2 separate regions of the Zea mays genome follow, and region 1 is linked to region 2. A link is a contact called in public Hi-C data. All regions are on one chromosome and are shown on one strand. Each heading gives the region's core, a stretch centred on a gene start, on an enhancer-like site or on the middle of the called end of the contact. The rest is flanking DNA. Distances are from core to core; before and after follow the strand shown.

What was found. Hi-C and Micro-C count contacts between places; a contact is called where the count stands out from the background.
Region 1: a contact with region 2 is called in a Hi-C map of tassel, with 2.6 times the contacts expected there. The contact joins the promoter of LOC100274566 here to the promoter of LOC100286323 in region 2. A contact is called at or near these places in 3 of 25 Hi-C or Micro-C datasets (leaf and tassel).

The regions. Positions count from the first base shown.
Region 1 is chr10:126,618,289-126,621,060 of Zm-B73-REFERENCE-NAM-5.0, reverse strand. LOC100274566 (Indole-3-glycerol phosphate synthase chloroplastic) reads left to right here and starts at 1,355. Exons shown (of 9, transcript NM_001148921.1): 1 at 1,355-1,897; 2 at 1,992-2,168. The coding sequence starts at 1,457. It overlaps LOC100273977, which reads left to right. Exons shown (of 10, transcript NM_001148363.1): 9 at 124-279; 10 at 459-997. The coding sequence ends at 674.
Region 2 is chr10:126,274,589-126,277,567 of Zm-B73-REFERENCE-NAM-5.0, reverse strand. LOC100286323 reads left to right here and starts at 1,447. Exons shown (of 3, transcript NM_001159210.1): 1 at 1,447-2,117; 2 at 2,386-2,679. The coding sequence starts at 1,462. The coding sequence ends at 2,641.

The sequences.
Region 1 (2,772 bases), core at 106-2,605, 340 kb before region 2:
CTCGATTTTCATGAGAAAACTATATAATTCGCTTCCCCAGTCAATACAGAACCGTGGATGTGGTAGGTGACCAGCTTTGACTCTAAAGCTAACCAGCTTCAACATCCCCCTTTTTTGTGCTAGGTGACACACAAACTCAAAACCTTGGCCCGTGTTGTGGGAGCGTATCCATGTCAAGCTAGTGGTCTCCGTTTGCTGTCAACTGGTAACATTCATCTGCGGTTGACTCTTGAGGATCCTACAGCGAGAATTCATGCGTACGTCCATAAGAATTATCTGGTAATATGTTACTAAATAACCCTTATGCTTGATTTCCTTGTCTACCAGTCTATAGCCCATCCCAGGTGTCCACCCCCATCACTAGTGATAAAAATCAGTGTTGATGGTAAAAGGGTTATGGATATGCTTAAAAGCCTAGCTGAATTTGGTGATCATGTCTTCATCTGAATCCTTGGCAGGTCCAATTCTTCGGTGGTTTTCTGACAGAAGAAGCGATAACAAAGAAGATGAACAAGCTACTTGGTATCCCAGAACCAGAGGACAGCGAGGAAGGTGCCCCCTTGACTAGGAATCCACCTTGGATATGGTGCTGCTTGACATCATTCTATATGGACAAAAACAATCCCTGGGACAGCAGAAAGTACCGAATCTTTGCCACAGAGATGAGGGATTGAGGAGGGATGCTGCTCGAATATGCAGGAACGGCCTTGCAAATGAACCGAACTGATTCTATGTAGTATTTCTGTGTGCTCTCGTTGGCATTTTGCTTGGAGGGGCATCTTGCTGGGATGCAGCGAGACACGCTTTAGTTGTAGCCTGCGTACTGTCAGTATTATTCCCTAGATGCAATGTTGTTGCAGTGCTGCTGCTGACCTTCTGCTCCATCCAGAACACTGGTAGCAGTCTGTATGCGCGCCCACGCTACAGAACTCTAGATTATCTTGTGAAATGTTAGTGCACACAGCACCAACTTTTGGCTTGGAAGTTGGAACGTGGCAAGAACCCCTTTTCTTGTTCGGCGCCTTGCAGTTCTCTCGGTTTCCACGAAATGGGTATATGTTCCTTGTGAATTTTCGGCGCTTTGATATGCTGCGGTTTTCATATTCAGAAGCTTGCGATGGACTGCTGGTATAGTATGGTATAGTATAGTAGTATATTTTGATTATCGCGGTTGTCACGCGCCCTCTCTCTCCCGCACTGATGCAGGCGCCGCTACTGCTAGCGCTAGACAGGTGGTTCAGAGACGCCGTCTCGGTAAAGCAGCGGGAAGACTCGCACGCGTACAACTCCCAACGGCTAACGTCCACCCCAATCCAATTAGCCAGCCCACCTCTGCTCTGCGGGCGCTTCAGATGGAAGCACTAGCCATTGGATCCGCGCCTCGCCGTCCGGGCGCAAGGTACTCCCAACTCCGCCGCCCCGGAACCCTCGCCGTCACCACCACAGCCACAGTTGCATGCCGCCCCCTCACGGCGCCCTCCATGGACGCCGCCGTTGGCCGCCCGAGCCGCGCGCCTATCCGCTGCACCAGCGCGGAGACGGTCAGATTCCCGGTCTCGATATGGGTTCGCCTCGAATTCCGAGTTGTGAGGTTTCGGGTGGGTGTCGTGGTGTCGTGCAGGACTCGGTGGATGAGGTCGCGACGAGCTCGCACGCCGCGGAGGCCAACGCGGGGGGCACCACGGAGCAAGAGGGCAACGGGAGCCCCGTGGCCGCCGCTGCCGCGTACTCCCCCGTGGTCGCCGGCGTCGACGGGATAAGGATCCGGCGGCGGCCCGTGACGGGGCCCGCGGTGCACTACGTGGGCCCGTTCCAGTTCCGCCTCGAGAACGAGGGGAACACGCCGCGGAACATCCTCGAGAAAATCATCTGGAACAAGGACGTCGAGGTTTCGCAGGCACGTCTGGTAGACGAGAATGGGGTGATGATAAAGCCCGCGCGTTCCACCGTGACGCTGTGTGATTTTGTTTTTTGGTGCTGGCACCTGGCAGATGAAGGAGAGGAGGCCCCTGTACATGCTGAAGGGTCCGCTTGAGGCTGCTCCCCCCGCTAGGGACTTCGTTGGGGCGCTCAAGGCGTCCTACGATCGAACTGGCTTGCCTGCTCTGATTGCGGAGGTCAAGAAGGCTTCACCAAGCCGGGGTGTTATCAGGGAGAATTTTGATCCGGTGGGTGAGTTTAGGACGTAAATCCAATCATTTCATTTTTGTTATCTTAGGGGGTGTTTGGTTTGTAGGGACTAATTTTTAGTCCCTACATTTTATTCCATTTTAGTTCCAAAATTACTAAATATAGAAAATAAAACTTTATTTTAGTTTCTATATTTAGCAATTTATAGACTAAAATAGAATAAAATGAAGGGACTAAATATTAGTCTCTAGAAACCAAACACCCCTTTAGTTCATATATTATATATATATGTGTGTGCGAAATGATCCTTGTGTCTTGTCTTGGGAGCTCATTCGTGGGACTGCACTAATGTGAACCTGATATACTATTGTTGACTGAACTGATCGTTGACAGTAACATAATAAGCCAAATAGTAATTATTAATTAATAATACAACAGAACCATGAGTATGGCAGGATGCCGTTCCTTTGCATCACAGACATGTGCTACGAACCTTCAGAGAGATGCAAAGATTGGAAATTGGAATAGCCAAGTCTTGAAGTTTTATCATATGGATGCATGCTGAGGTCCTGAGTTCGAATTCCCGTGGAAATGAATTTCAAGCTGAGATTAAAAAAATCCCTTTGACCGACTCTGCGACAA
Region 2 (2,979 bases), core at 198-2,697:
AACAATAAGAACTCTGCTGTTGTGTGTTTAGTGGCTGAACTGTTCATATTCAACTCGTGAGTACGTGAAATTTTTTGCTGGCCCTGTCGAGGGGGCGCACGTAGATAGCAGAACGGCAGAACATGTCAGAGGCAGAACACGTCAGAGGCAGACTACTATTGCTTACTTAATAAGTAGTAGAGATATGCGTACAGACATAAAAAAAAGAGCTACACTAAATCGAATGCGGAGCCCGAGTCCTGGAGGAGGGAGGCAGGGAGCTTTGGATGGGACTTTTATTTTGAATTAGATCCGTATCAGAGTTCGAGCATTGATCAGTATCCGATTTATACCCATGCCTGTATATTCCAAGTTGATATTTAGGATATCGGTATCCATTCAAAAATTTATCTAATTCGATAATATTTAATTTGTATAAAAAATAAAATATAAAAACAAATATAAAACAGATAATTTCTGATATGATATATCCTTGCTACCCGCAAAAAGTTGATGCAGATGGATGTAGACTCGTTTTCTTTGTCTTTGCAGTTGCAGACTTGCGACCAAGGATGTAAACGGATATCCGAATTATTAAAACAAATTTAATATTTTAAATAAATATGTATAAAATTTAATCGAATCTCTTCTTATGTTATGAAGCACATTACTATAATTAAGAATAAAATTTTGTATAAATTGTTTAATACATTATTTGCTCTATATAATAAAAAGACAAAAAAATATTTATGTCTGTATCCAAAATTTATATATATATTGGAGAAAATATATGATAAATTTGATGTTTATTTTTCATAAATATTTACAAGTTCAATCTTAAAAAAGAATATAAATTTATATAGCAAATTCTATATTCTATTAATTCACAAAAAAATATCAAAAACTAATATTCAAATAAGTATCTGTTTGCACCTTTGAACCTTCATGTTGGTGTCCATTATGAGATCGGTGTCGTCGTATTGTCAGCATCATCGCCAACTCTAGCGGATTAGAGTTAGGCACAATTTGATTTGAGGGACTAAAGGTTAGTTTCATCATTTTAATTTTATTTATAGTTTCTAAATAGTAAATTGGTGGGACTAAAATATAGATTAAACTGCTTTAGTCTCTAGTCTTTCAAAGAGTGACTAAATTATATTAATTTTATTTTTTGTTCTCGTTTATTTCAGTTATATTTATGGTAGAAGAATGTTAAAAGATATTTTAATCTTTTTATGAATCATTTAATAATTTTAGTCTCTACAACCAAACACAATAACCTCTTAATTAAACTTTATTCCTGTACTAGAGGAACCATGCCTGCACCGTACATGGACTAAGGAGCGCCTCATCTTACACTAACCGTACACACACAGGTCAGCCACACATTACAGGCTTACAGTTGACGTTTATCCACGTAAGCCTGTTACAAGAAAAAGAGACTAAAAAATCGCCGTTCTGTTTTCCCAGTTCGCTCCTCCCATGGCGGCGTCGCCCGCTCTCGTCTCGCTGACTCCCGCCGTCTCCAGGCATCCCCACCTCCTCTTCTGCTCCCCTTGCCCCCCGCCGCGCCACATCCGCCTCGCCCCTCCAACCGCCACACCCGCCTCGGACGGAAACGGCCTCGGCCCCGGCCCCGGCCCCGGTGTCTTCCTATCGCCGCGCGCGCTCTCGCAGCTCGACGAGCTCGCGGCCTTCCGCTACGAGCACGCCTTCCCGCACGGCCTCCTCACTGTGCGCGCCCTCTCGCGCGGCCCCGACGACGACGCCGTGGCCGAGGCGCTCGTCCGCCTCCTCGCCTCCTCCTTCTCCGAGACCGTGCGCTGGGCCCCGGCCCAGCGGTACGCGCAGCTCCTCACGTTCGTCATCCGCAGGTACCTCCACGACCGCCGCGGGCTCGCTCCGCACGCCGCGGTGCTCGTGGGGTTCTACCGCCCCGCCGACGCCGACGCCGGCGCCGACAACGCCAACGCCGCCCCGGAGGACGACGAAGGGGAGGGTGGGGATGAAGGGGAGATGGCGTGCACCGCGGAGGTGTCGTTTGACGCGGTGGGCGCACCAGGGGCCCCGCCCACGCCCACTCCGCCGCTCAACTTCCCCTACATCTGCAACATGACTGTGAAGACGCCACTGAGAAGGTATTCTGGGTTGAGCAACCACTTTGAATATTTCTTGTGGGAAAATAAGTTTGATGCATGAGTAGATTGCAAATGTTGCATCCTTGTAGGGAGAAACATTCTCGTCACATCCGAAATAAAAGCAACTTGTGTTTATATGAAGGATCAGTCGCCATTAAGACGATTCTGTTGATCTGTTCTCAGTCACTGTTGGTTCAATGCATATCAAGTAGTTTATTCATTACATTATGTTTAAAATATGTCGATTGTAATGTTTTTGAACTATCAGGAGAGGAATTGGAAAGCAACTTCTTAAGGCATGCGAGGATCTGGTTTTCAAGATGAATGCCAAAAGACGTGTATACCTTCACTGTAGAATAATTGACCAAGTCCCATTCAACATGTACACGAAAGCTGGATACAGTATTGTCCAGACTGACAGTATATTGGTCTGGCTGAGCCTTCAAAAGCGCAAGTACTTGATGAGCAAGGAATTACCCCAAGCTTCTGTTGTTAGTGAGACTTCAACCAAAAACTTTGAGTGATAATATTTGACAAGCTGAATGTGCCACGGGACCAACAGGTACACATAAAAGTTTATTTTTGTGTATAATGGGGGTTCTGTTTACCACACATATCCACTATTGTATAGCTTGTGATGAAATCAACTGCCATTCATTAATTGGCAGTCGCCAGATGTTTTAACAGAAAATGAGTTGGTAGTGCTTTTAACCTATGTACGTATTCAATATTATAGCCTGCGGACTCACTAATTTCATTAGGATTAATTGACAATTTAAGTGTTGTAATATTTGATGGTTCAGTGTAATAACTCATATGGCCAGTAATCAGAAATGGCTTCAGCTTCCACATCCAACTAACT